Linked DNA regions of Hordeum vulgare: region 2 is linked to region 1. The links are chromatin contacts, called in public Hi-C maps. All regions are on one chromosome and are shown on one strand. The core of a region is the stretch at or near the end of the contact, and the rest is flanking DNA. Distances in the headings are between cores, read along the strand shown. Region 1 holds the start of LOC123426288. Region 2 holds the start of LOC123426289 (reticulon-like protein B8).

The links. A called contact is a pair of places that touch in the nucleus more often than the background predicts.
Region 2: a Hi-C map of leaf shows a contact between it and region 1, with 7 times the contacts expected there. The contact joins the promoter of LOC123426289 here to the promoter of LOC123426288 in region 1. A contact is called at or near these places in 5 of 6 Hi-C or Micro-C datasets (leaf and seedling).

The regions. Positions count from the first base shown.
Region 1 is chr2H:358,789,971-358,796,672 of MorexV3_pseudomolecules_assembly, forward strand. LOC123426288 reads right to left here and starts at 3,289. Exons shown (of 10, transcript XM_045110089.1): 1 at 2,847-3,289; 2 at 2,350-2,441; 3 at 2,226-2,263; 4 at 1,952-2,113; 5 at 1,816-1,838; 6 at 1,644-1,715; 7 at 1,361-1,528; 8 at 1,163-1,245; 9 at 994-1,056; 10 at 448-832. The coding sequence starts at 3,099. The coding sequence ends at 650.
Region 2 is chr2H:359,012,585-359,019,286 of MorexV3_pseudomolecules_assembly, forward strand. It overlaps LOC123426289 (reticulon-like protein B8), which reads right to left and starts at 2,642. Exons shown (of 7, transcript XM_045110091.1): 1 at 2,559-2,642; 2 at 2,131-2,470; 3 at 1,523-1,720; 4 at 1,212-1,392; 5 at 957-1,098; 6 at 764-833; 7 at 426-665. The coding sequence starts at 2,609. The coding sequence ends at 496. It overlaps LOC123426290 (U4/U6 small nuclear ribonucleoprotein Prp31 homolog), which reads right to left and starts at 5,623. Exons shown (of 5, transcript XM_045110094.1): 1 at 5,532-5,623; 2 at 5,291-5,361; 3 at 5,089-5,191; 4 at 3,702-3,777; 5 at 2,786-3,146. The coding sequence starts at 5,324. The coding sequence ends at 3,033.

The DNA of each region.
Region 1 (6,702 bases), core at 2,039-4,538:
AGCTTGAAGATTGCAAAGAAAGTGGAGATCATGACGGTGGACTTGACCAAGATGTCCCCGAAGAGAAGAGTTTGATTCGAGAAGAAGCAAAAGACGATGCTCAATCTAGAAGATTGAGCTATGACCAAGAGCGACATCATTTTGTGTGCTGTCATGAACTAGGAGCCACGAGTCATGAACTACGACTTGTTTTATGCGCTAGCAAGTGTGCCGGCCGCCGACTATTATGATGGCCGCTGGCTATTGTGTCGATGTGAACCGTAGGGGTGATTATTTTTGTAGGCTGATATGTGTGTCGGCCATTGACGCTCTGGTCGGCATGAACTATGTTCGCTGTCATGGCAATGACCGTGGATTAATTAGGTTTCATCTTTTTCTTACAAAAGGGCGGGATGAAATACGACTGTTGGTTGGGCTCCGGCCAAATTTGCTCCGGCACGCTGGACAAAAGGGCCAAACAACAGTCTTATTTCTGATCCAAACGGATAAAAATATAAGTTTTTTTTGGAGCCTGCACGTTGGAGTTTGGCCTAACCACATGTCCCATGCGGTTACATCTACTTGTTCTACTATATATGGGGTTGCTATGGATGGATCACGTGGACGTATAACACGTACGCGAAGAGTACAAGTGATGTCCTCCAATGCATCATGACTCCTCGATGGGCATCTTGATTCCCTTGATTTCGCGCGCGAGGGTCCGCAGCTCCTCGACCTCGTCGGCGGTGAGGCTCCACCCGAGGGCACCGGCGAACTCCATTGCCTGCCCGGCGTTCTTGGCCCCCGGGATGGGCACCACGTTGCCCTGGCAGGTCAGCCAGTTCAGAGACACCTGAAACCACAACAATCCATTAAACTCTTCTGCACATATCCCTTGTCTATATATACAGTTTCTTTGAGTGGTGCGGTGGTGGGTAAGCTATATCTCAGAATCGATACTTGTTTTTTTTAGAGTGGGAAACGTGATGAGTTGATTAATATTGTGTGAAGTACCTGAGTTGGGTTCTTGCCATAGCTTACTCCAATCTCTTTGATTCTGTTCATGAGTGGTTGGAGCTGCGTACATGACATTAAGAAACAAAATCTTCAGTGAGCATAGTTTTTCATCTCAAGGGGACATGAACATCCAAGCTTTGTTCAACGGTTTCAGAAATGGTATCACCTTGGTGAGGAACTCGGGAGTGTAGGTATTCCCCCGAGGACCCGTTGGTGGATTCTCCGGCGTGTATTTCCCTGACAGAACACCTGAATACAATGATGGGGAACAGATGATTAAGTAATAATAAATAAAATAAAGATGATTCATGTATCGGACGTTGAGCAGGGAGGGAGGATAGGAAACCCTAATCTAATTCTAAACCTTGGGCAATGGGGGAGTAGGCGATGAGCGTGACGCCGAGCTCATCGCAGGCGGCCTTGACGCCATTCTCCTCGGGCGTCCTGTAGATGAGGCTGTAGTTCACCTGGTTGACGGCGAGCGGGACGCCCCTCTTCTTGAGCCGCGCGTGTGCGTCCCGGAGGCGTTTCTCTGATGTCAAATCATACCATACATACATACATACATACATCCAGTGGGTAATCAACTGTTATCTTCTGATGAATAAGGCATTTCTACTCCACGGCCTGTGAAGATCAGATGTTACCATTGTAGTTGGAGACTCCGACGGCCTTGACGAGACCTTGCTCGTACGCGTCCGCCAGGCCATCAAGGTACCCTGAATGAAATAGTTAACCATGCAAGCAAGAACATCAATTCTGTTCACGCTCCTTGAAATCGATATGAATAGGTCGTATAATAATATTATAATTGGATACCTTCGTTTCCCCATAGCCCTGGCCTGAAAAAACAACAAGTGCTTGTCAGTCAGCAAAAGTCTGAATAATAATTCAGAGCTAGGCAGATGTTGCATCAGAGATTCAGAGACTGAGACGAGGCGGGCGACTGACGGACCAGTGGAGCTGGTAGAGCTCGACGGATGGGAGGCCGAGGCGCTCCAGCGACTTCTTGAGCGCGGAGAGGACGCTGCCACGTCCGAACCTCCAGGGAAGCGCCGCAAACTTGGTGGCCACGGTCACATCCACCGCTCCCTTCTGCTGTCTCTCCCTGATGAAACTGTCATCAACATGCATAACACGTACGCATCCATCAATAGTCATCGATATAATTTCATTCCTGAACAAATTTGTTGAATCTCTGATGGTAAATTATGGGATGGTTTACGTACTCTCCTAGTAGGCTTTCTGAATTCACTGCTCCCATGAGCTGCACGAGGGACACAAGACATAAAACTTTCTCCAAAATTGTGCGTTACTTTGGGGCTCGAGCGAATTAGGGAAATTTGATCTTACCGCTGTGCCGTATACTTCGGCGGTGTCAAAGAAAGTCATTCCGCTGTCGATGCTGGCGTCGAATGCTGCTTTAGCCTCCTTGAGTCTCCTGTCTGCATGCCAAATTAACTTCCTTCTTTTCTTAGGATGGAAACCCATGAGTGGTTGAGTAGTGATAGTCAACTACAGTATGACGCATGCATGGGAAGCATGACCATGGTTTCAGAGCGTTAATTTCGTGGTCACACTTTCTGACTGACCATGCATGTGATGGACGTAGAGTGACCAGGCATGCTGAATTGTAGATGTAGGTAGTAGGTAACACACACACATGACATGACATGACACAGCGCCACGACTACGTGTGCAATTTTAGCAGCAAAGTTTATTTATAAGCAGTTCAAGTCCAATTTCATCGTGCGTTGTCTCGTTGAGGACGTGATGTATGTAGATTTAATTGTGTTATTAAATTATTAGTTGGAGGCAAGAAAAGACATGTGACGAAACGAGTGACTCACCGTCCCACTCGGAGTCGTTCCAGTAGGTGGTGTCGCCCCACGACCATGCGCCGATGCCGAGCTTGCTCACCGCCACGCTGGACTCGCCCAACCTCACCTTGTCCTCCTCCGCCACCTTCGCGCCCGCACCCGCCGCCGCCGCCGCCCTCGGCGGTCGCAGCGCCACCGTCGCTCTCCTCTCCTGCCGCCGGCCGTCCAGCGGGCCGAAGCAGCAACCCACGCCGCGGCCGGCGCCGACCTGCAGCGAAGCCATTCCTAGTCGCGACTTGCGAGCTCCGACTACTGTACTCTGCTCGCTCGGCCGCTGAGCCACCAGCCACCACTCGATCTCTTAAAGAGCTCCCAGCACGATCGGCCGTTGCGCTGGGGCTTAACTAGTTTGTTTGGCCAGGAGGAGAGGAGACGGGGAGGAAAAGGGAGAGGACATGCGGCATGGCGGGTCGCCGGAGACAATTGGCGGCTAGCTCAGATACTTTGTGCGTGTGTGGCTGCCTCGGCCTCGCGCGGACCTGTCTACCAATTCTAGTGTTGCTAGGCACTAGGCAGCTATGTTTCGGAACCGCGACGTGACGCACGTGGACGGTCTGGAGGACCCCCACCTTTTCGTTGCCACATGGGAGAAGAGATAGACGGTCAGCAGTTCCACGCACATGGTAAATTTCATCACTAAAAACATTACTCCCTTCGTCGCGGTTTAAAAGACATGACGTGTATGTCAATTTGATTTATATAAAATATATTGTTTAATATAAAAATTATATCACTAAAAACAGTTTCGTTAGTTTTAACTAGCCAACGTTCGCTACTCACAGCAGTTTGACTGAGAAAACGATGACTGTTTAGTCTTAAATTGTCTTCTACCCCTTAAAAAGAATTTTTTGTCTTCTCTTCCGTATAAGTGTCATGTTAGTATGAAGAAAATTACCCAGTAAAAAAAAGAAATTGTCATGAAAAACGTACGCGGTTGCCATCCTCCTCAGCAAACGTTCGTTAGCTAAGCAGGCTCAAAAGATTTGTTATGTTGAGATATGTAGCACCCGGAGATTGGCATTATGCAATCTAGGAACCTCTGATAATAAGAGTTTCAATGGACTTAAGAGCTGCCCACAAGGGCCCATGGCGCGGTCAGGGGTGGCCGCGCCCCCTGCCCTTGGGGGCTCGGTACCATTTTGCTTTTGATTACTTCGTCTAACAATCACATATATTTCATAAAGAATCATATTAAATTGTGAGGGTGCTTTGATCTTTTTGGATATTAATTTTTTTGTAAAATAAAAACACACAGAAAATAGGAACTGACGCTCGACACTAGATTAATAGGTTAGCCCAGAAAAATAATATAAAAGTGCATGATTAATACTTGAAAAAATATAGGTATGTTGAAGATGTATGAGAAATCCGCCTTTTTTTAAGGCTCTTGGTGAGTAATTTGACAAACCCTGTGGAGGCAAATTATCATCATTCAAAATGCAGAGCAGGTCATCTCCGAGTAACAGGTCACTTGGAATTTCTCCGTTAACTTGCATGGAACAATCAACTCGGAGTCATCATAGTCAGATTTGAGATTCTTGACTGAGAAGAAGCTGAATGGTTGTTGTTGCGAGTGACATCACACTGAATCTTTAGTAAACCATCAAATTAATCTACCATGCAAATTGCGACATTTCATCGGTCAGAGAGGGGTTATATCCTTGACTGTCGTGTGTTAGAGGTTGGAGCCACCCAGCATGGTGGAGGAGAGAACAATGATGTCACCTTGGTCTTCACGTGGGTAATGCATTCTTGCCCTCTATGTATCCCGGAGTCGGCACATGTGCGGTCAGATTTTGATGAAGGTTGAACTTTAAGCCCTTTGAAAGGCATAGCGGTGAGGGGGAGCATTCTCCCCAAAATCGCATATTTTTGTTCTGAACCCCCATCGTGACTATCGCCACGCCTGAGCGACCTCCACCAAATCCTCCTTATCTTCCACATGAAGTGTCGTCGCTGTGATCACCAAGATACGGAGGTTGGAGCTTGCAAAGGGCATTGACGCCTCTTCCTCGACCCCTCTCCCCGTTAACTGGCACATAGGGACTGGTTGTCATCTACAATGACGATAACAAATGTCGCCAACTATGTCGTCGAGTATCCTTCGCTCCAAGGATGGTGAGCATCAAACCCAAGCAAAATGGAGCCCGTGTTGCTCACCCATTTCCTTGGTAGAGGGCTTCCCCTATCAATCCACCCCTTCGTCTAGGACATGTTTAGGTACTATGGGGTGCAACTCCATCGTTCGTTGGCCAATGGGATTGCCCACCTCTCGTGCTTTATTTTGCTTTGCGAGCATTTCTTGGGCACGAAGCCCCACTAGGCTTTGTGGAAGCACCTCTTTTGCACGAAACCCGAAATAGTCGCCCTAGCATATTGCGTATTTGTGGAAAATTCGGGTTGCAAACCATGATGAATAACAATTACTTCGACATGTAGTGGCCCAAGAGATTCAAGAAATGACAGGAAACTTAGTTCTACTCCGTCAACGTGCTAAATCCGACTAGCATGGAAGGATTGATACCATACACTACAGGAGCAACTATGTGCTAGAACTGGTGGAACGCCAAGTCTCGAATTAAGAAATTGTGGTGGTCAAGTTGTTGATGAAGAATATCGAGGAGTGATGTGTACTACACAACTTTATTCTTGTTGACTCTGTTGGGGACAGTAGCATTTTTTGCTCAAGTGGATGACCTAAGGTTTATCAATCCGTGACATGTGTAGGATGAAGATGGTCTCTCTCCAACAACTCTGCAATCAAACACAAGAAATGTCTTGTGTCCCAAACAAATCCAATACAATGGTAAATTGTATAGGTGCACTAGTTCGGCGAAGAGATGGTGATACAAGTGTAGTATGGATAGTAGATATAGATTTTTTTAATCTGAAATATAAAAACAACAAGGTAACAATAGTAAAAGGGAGCATAAATGGTATTGCAATGCTTGGAAATAGGGCCTAGGGTTCATACTTTCACTACTGCAATCTCTCAACAATGCTAAGATAATAGAATCACATGATCATCCCTCAATGTGCGACAAAGAATCCCTTCAAAGTTCATATTTAGCGGAGAACATAAGATGAATTGTTGTAGGTGGTAGAATCACCTCAAAGCTATTATTTCCGATCAATCTATTGTGCTATTCCTTTAAATGTCACAAACAGGCTTAGAGTTTGTACTAGAATAACACCTTTGATACACATCAATCAACCCTAATGTCACCTAAATATGCCAATATCACCTAGAGTATCCATGGGTTAATTATTCGACATGCATCAAACAATTCCGGATTCATTATATTCAATTCAACACAAAGAACTTCAAAGAGTACCCCAAGATTTCTATCGGAGAAAGTAGGACAAGATCGTGTATCAACTCATATGCATAGGTTACCCCACTGTCACCACGGGTCAAGTTGAGTACCAAAACATATAGCAAGTGAATCAATAGAACACCCCATTATCACCACATGTATCCACATGAAATACATACATCAAGTGATCTTAAATCCAATATTTAATTCTACATAACAAAATCTCAAGGGAAAGATTCAATTCATCACATCAAGATAGCAAGGGACAAACACCATATGATCCAACTATATTAACAAAGCCCGTGATACATCAAGATCATGACATATAAAGAACACAAGAGAGATAGAGAGAGATCAAACACATAGCAACTGGTACATACACTCAGCCCCGAGGGTGAACTAATCCCTCTTGGTCATGGAGACCGCCGGGATGATGAAGATTGCCTTCGATGATGATTGGCTCCTTCGACGGGGTGCCGGAACAGGGCACTGGATGAGATTTCTTCGAC
Region 2 (6,702 bases), core at 1,392-3,891, 220 kb after region 1:
GCCGCTCACCTCCTCTTCCGGTGTCGATTCACCGCCTGAGTTTGGAACGAGATTGTTATTTGGCTTGGCATGCACGGCCACTCGCCGATGATTTGGCAGCATGAAAACTCCGTCCACAACTGGTGGCTCCGTTCAGTGGAGGCTGGAGGCCAAATAAAAAAGGCCACTGCCTCGGTGATGATGCTGGTCTCATGGGAAATATGGAAGGAGCGAAACGCCAGAGTCTTTAGCAACACCGCCACCCCAGCCACCGTCGTCGTCACGAGAATCAAAGAGGAGGCCCAGCTTTGGGAGTTAGCGGGAGCAAAGCATCTCAGTAGTCTTATGTCGCGAGAGTAGTTTCTTTTTTCTTTGCCGCGCGGCGGCATATGTCTAAACCTTCTCCTTATTCAATGAAATTGGCAAGTCTTTTGCCTTGTTTCAAAAAAAAAATGCACATGGGACAAGCCTGTTAATTCTAGCAGGTTCATCCGGATCACACGGCATACAGTCCAACTACTGGCTCTTCCTGAACTTGAGGTTCCCTTTTGGTATCTTGCTCAAGACGCCCTTGTCAAGCTTCTGGTACTGACTCCCAACCAACCCAAGCATGTTGTACAGCACCTCATCGACTTGATCATGATACCTCTCATAGAACACTGGTAGAGTGTGTGCACACACAAACCCTGCACCAGAGCACCAGTGTAAATGGTATTCAGAAAAAAAAAATGTCCAGGTGTTCATCCCTCCTCAACATATTATCAAGTGAAATCATGGTTGTTACCGATGTAGATAACGGTGATGAGACTGAACCAGCTCCCGATGAAAGCGGTGACAACGAACCCGGCAATCACCTGAAAGAAAGAAATCAAGCCTGGTCTGATCCCTACATGTCTGCTACTGCAAGTGCTCATGGGGGAGGACAAACTGATAGGACAGATTTCATCTCATAGACGTTAGCTTAAGGCGCAACATACCATAAGGAACTGCTTCAGGTCTCTTCCACTGGACACATCCTGAAGGCTTCCCAAGAAGTTGTTCACCTGGGCGCCGACAGCGGCACCGATGTTTGCAAACAGCTCCTCTGGCAACTCTACACGGGGCACGTTAGAAGGAGACCTGAAAAAGCAGACACCATACATAAAGTTTTACTGCTTGTGATTATGCTGCCTACCGAAGTTCAGGATGGAGAGCAAACATATAAAAACACTGCAGAATTGGTGCATATATACCCATTGAGCATGCCTGCGAAGCTGGACCATCCGAACTGGATAACCATGCCAAAAACAAGCACAAATGATACGATGGTCAGCAAATGGTAGCCGAGCCACTCGAAGAAGACCCAGGCAGCTGTTGCAACAGCAAGAACGCTGGATGAGATCTTCTTGTTCCTCCACAGTAGCACGTCGGCGGCTGCGGTCATTGCCGCCGCGGGGAAGGAAGCGGACATATCATCAGCAACTCCGTGTCCGATTAATAAGAGGGAGATAAAAGTTGTAGGTTGCGAAAATGAAAATGCCAAGCAAGTATAAGAGGTCCAGACATTTTCCGCCGCCAAGGATGTGGTGGACAGACTTGTGGCCCCCGAAGAGCTTCTTGGCCTGGCCGGAGATGGAGCCCTGATCGTCGATGTCGAACCTGACAGACTTTTGCTTGGGGAGCTTGTCGGCGATGGCGTCCATGATGCCACTCATCATGTTCTCTGTGGCATTCTCAGAGTGCTCTGGCATCGTTCCACACACTGGAAAATACGATCTCCATTCGACATAAAACGCGAGCAAATCAAGCTTCATATTTATTTTCAACATGTCTCTTTTAGTGCCTTTCTCAGAAATGTTGTGAGTAAATCAGATCATTCAAGTAAATCAGGAATTTGCTAATTAAGTAAATAACCTTGATGAAGAACCTTCAAGTATAATTTATGTATAAACTAAAAGGGATTGTAAGATCACTGGAGTGATTAAACTAAAGCATATGCCAATTATCTGAAACTTTGAAGGAGTTAAAGGCTCCTTTTTCTTTTTGTCTAACTACTAGACTAACAACAAATCCAGTTTTGTAAAGCGCGGAAAGGTTAAGGCAAGGTGCTGCATGGTCCGACAAACATGAAAAGAAGGGGGAAATAGCACAAGCTGTGAAAGATGAACTTACCAAGCAAAAGAGGGATCAGTAGGCAACTAAAGCTGTTGATCTTCCGGCGAACTGATCCCACGAAGCAGGCGTTGGAGGGGTACCAATCAGACAAGAGGGGAAAGTTGGGAAATGTCAGGAGGAGAAGAGGAATTCTTTTCTTCCTTTTTTGAGAGAGAGAAGGAGAAGAGGAATTCTTAAGAGCAACTAGTTTGTTGAATGAAAGGGATAGGTGGGCCAGTGGGCTTGCTCGTAATTGGGCTGTGGGCCAGGGCCACATTAGAGCAATAAGTGTGAACTGAGTTTGTCGCCATGTAGTAGCCTGGAGATTCCTTCCCCTAAAATTAGCCTCGAAATTTTCCTACAATTAGAAACAAAAAATGACTAAACTATGCCTTGTACTCAAAATTCTCTCAGAAAAACCCTAAGAAAACTTGAAAGATACTTACTGGTTTGTGATCATGCTTAATAGAACCTACCGTCACCAAACACCACAGCATGCAACATCAGCACCATACATTCTTCATTGTTCTATGTCGATCACAACATGATGGTGAATTACACTTTAAAAAAAAATATTCCTCAAAAAAGGTAAATTACAATTCTGCACCTTGTATGGAGCTCAACTCAGTTGAATGGTATGGAACGATCAAACATTTGGAATGCAACAGTCTGATAAGGTAATTCCAGCGGGTTTTCTGGAAAAATCATCCACGAAGCATAGGTAATGTTGTGTACTGCATGACTTCATACATTGTGTTGTTGTAGTGCGTGAACTGTAATGTTGTGTACTGCATGACTTCATACATTGTGATGTTGTAGTGCATGAACTGTATTTACATGTATATATTTTGCGCGGAAACTGTACTTATTTTACAAATCACGTGGTAAAACTGAGAATCAGGTCCTTCCATTTTCAGATTCTAGCCTCCAGGCCTACTCATCCGAGAAAATGTTCCGTTCTCCGAGAAGTAGGTGTTCTGGGTTCCACTTCCAAGAAGGTTCCCATGTGCCTGTGGGTTTGACAGCTCTATTCCCTGTAAGTGACAGGTAAGGTATATAAGAAAGATGGGAGTGATGCCAGGGATTTTATGTGGTTAAACTGTTTAAAAATAACAAAATAGGGCAATCCAACTAACTGAAACCGTATAATGGCGTCGAGGATGCATACAGCCTACTGATTACCATCTTTACAGAAGGTGCTGAATGAATAAAAGCATGGTCCAAACTAACAGCAGCCATAAAGCTGCCTTGTATACAAGAAAGGAAAAAAGAATATGCAATGCTGTACGGTACCATATTTATGGGTAAACTTACAGTACAGCAAAGTATATCGTTCATGATGACTTCACTCACATAAGCAAAATCTAGGACTTTCTAGTGCAGGAAAAAGACAAAAACAATGGATGCACTGCCTTTTCCGACTCCTCAACATGAACAAGTCAAGCAACAACTACGCAAATACAAGATAAAAATTTACATAGCAATCTAGAGTACCAGCCATGATCCCATGTTAAACAACTGGATTGGCTAAATATCATGCATAACATCAATTACCTATCTTAAAGTGTACCAGGGAAAAATAAACTCACCTGAACTGGTGTAAAGGCCAAACTAGATGTCAGTCCAGATGTTGCACCACTGCTACCATAACTCTTCTCCTTGAATCTAATATTATAATATGGAATCAAAAAGAGATTACAGTGCGTGATATCAAGAAAGAGGTCACGAATTGAAACAGAAACAGCAATTTGAAGATAATTAAGAAAGTTACAGCAGCTTAACAGCTGCCTGCAAGGTTACTGGAACTGGTACAGGGTGCAAATAATCTGTAACATAAAAAATGTGTGCAAACACCTAAATTACCTAAGGTTTGTACAGGGAAACATAGATATAAGGATGGTATAAAACACTACACTGCAAATACTAAGCTCTGGGAATCAAGGTGGGTATAAAACAGTGAAGAGAAAGCTGTTGGAAACTAATTCTTGTTGATGTATTACTTGATAGCTTAAAATTGAGGATCATCTAAGTTACAATGTTTTGCACATTGCCTCTAATAGTTTGAACCAACTTGTGTTGAATTTAGAAACAGTCAGACAGAAAACATTACACTGCAAGTTATGCTGTGTTTTTTGGAGTAAAAGCGCAAAAGACCTCTATTGCCGAGCTAATTAGTAGTCATGTGTTTTAGGCTTAGTAGAACTAAAACTGAATACATGAGGTGCAGTTTTAGTGCTACTAGGCACGAGGATGGAGAGGTTAGCCTTGGTGGGCAGGTGGTATCGGAGAGAGACACGTTTCGATATTTGGGGTCCATGTTGTAGAAGGATGGCAATATCTATGAAGACGTGGGCCACCGAATCAAGGCTGGGTGGATGAAGTGACGCCAAGCTTCCGGCGTACTCTGTGACAAGAGAGTGCCACAAAAGCTAAAAGGCAGGTTTTATAGGACAGCTATCCGACCTGCGATGTTGTATGGCGCGGAGTGTTGGCCAACCAAGAGACGACATATCCAACAGTTAGGTGTAGCAGAGATGCGCATGTTGAGATGGATATGTGGCCACACAAGGAAGGATCGGGTACGGAATGACGATATACGAGAGAGACTTGGGGTGGCACCGATTGAAGAGAAGCTGGTCCAGCATCGTCTCAGATGGTTTGGACATATTCAACGGAGGCCACCGGAAGCGCCGGTGCATAGCAGACGGATAAAGCGTGCTGAGAATGTTAAGAGGGGTCGTGGTAGACCAAACTTGACATGGGAGGAGTCCGTTAAGAGAAACCTGAAGGTTTGGAATATCGACAAAGACTTAGCCATGGACAGGGGTGCGTGGAAGTTAGCTATCCACATTCCAGAGCCATGACTTGGCTTCGAGATCTTATGGGTTTCAACTCTAGCCTACCCCAACTTGTTTGGGACTGAAAGGCTTGGTTGTTGTTGTTGTTGTTGTTGTGGGAAGAATAAAGAAGGCATACTTTTTTGCCACTTTAGCAGCAAGTTTGTTCTGCGCAGCTGAGACACGTAGCCTCCCATTCCCGGCCTGCCCAAGCATGCCATAACCTTCCCCCAAACCATCACCTGGTGATAACAAAATGTGATCATGTCAATATTAAAGTATAGTGTAGCTAAACTAACTAGCAAAATGTTATTCCAATCATACTGTCTAAACCAACTGACCTAATGGGCTCTCCTCTGGTATACCGAATTGCATTCAGTTTGCAAGCTTCATCATATCGTTTACCACATATCTGCAGAACCAAGTTCCCGAGGTCATGACAAGATACCATGCTGTATATGTGATGAATCAAGTTTCAGCACAGAATGCAAATAAGTAGTTCAAGAAAAAATAAATAAGCATACGGGCATACGGCTGTTCAATATGTTTTCTTTGCAAAAAAAAAAGTTGAGAAAAGCTTACCTTTCTTTCATTTTTCAAAGGCGGAGACACCCTCTCTTCTTTTTAGGCTTGGAGTCTGGAACAGGAAGTGGTTTTGGAAGCTTTGCAGGAGGTGGTTCTTGCCACTTCTCAATCTTCTTACGAACTTCTTCTAACAAGTTGCGACCAGCTTTTCTTGTTGGATCACTTCTTATTGAATCGATTCTTGCTGCTAGAGTTGACTTTGCAGCTATAAGCCTGCAAGGACGGGCCACCTTCCATGGCTCCACCCATTGTCAAGCATGGAGGCTAACATTGAAGTGTTGGGCGCCACCATGGGTGCGCTTCTTCCACTGGCTTGCCAACCTTGACCGCTGCTGGACTGCCGACCGCCTTGAGTGCCGCAACCTGCCCCACCCACAGCGATGTCCGCTCTGTGACCAGGCGCCAGAGACCATACAACACCTGCTCCTCGCGTGCCCCTTCGCCCCACAGGTGTGGTATGCAATCCTATCTTGGTTGCGCCTCCCATGTTTGCCGCCTGACAACGACGCCGCTCTCCATGATTGGTGGCGCTATGCAAGGCAGAGCACCCCCAAGCCCATGCATAAGGGCTTCGCGTCCACTGCCCTGCTCGTCCCATGGATGATTTGGAAGCATCGAAACGACTGCGTCTTCGAGGGTGCGCGCCCTTCCATCACTACCGTGATCGCCAAGATCAAGGATGAGGCTGTTCTTTGGGCCAAAGCTGGAGCTTTGTGCCTCCGCGTTCTATTGCCGCAGACCTGGGATGTGCACTAATACCCCTGTAATTGCACTGTAATTTGCCTCCTAGGAGGAGTGTACCAAACCCTATCTTTTTAATACAATGAAACGCAAAAGCTTTTTGCCTTTTCTCGAAAAAAAAAACTGAATATGAGGAAGCAATGTGGGACTATTTAAAATATTTTGCCTTATTTCCCAAGTAGTTGGGCCTGCTAATTAAGTTATATGGGCTGTGAAAGCCTCCGGCTGGGAGACATGAAGAACCGTCTTAACTTCCTCCCTTTATTTATTTCTGCAACAGACGCCTGCTTACGCATGTGTATCATAAAGAAAGTTGGTGCATGACTACTTTTAGTTAGTACATATAGAGCCGAAGCTCCTATGTATCACAAGCACCACTCCAGCCCAAGTGGCAGAAGCACAGCAGGGGAAGAGAACTAGCAACGCA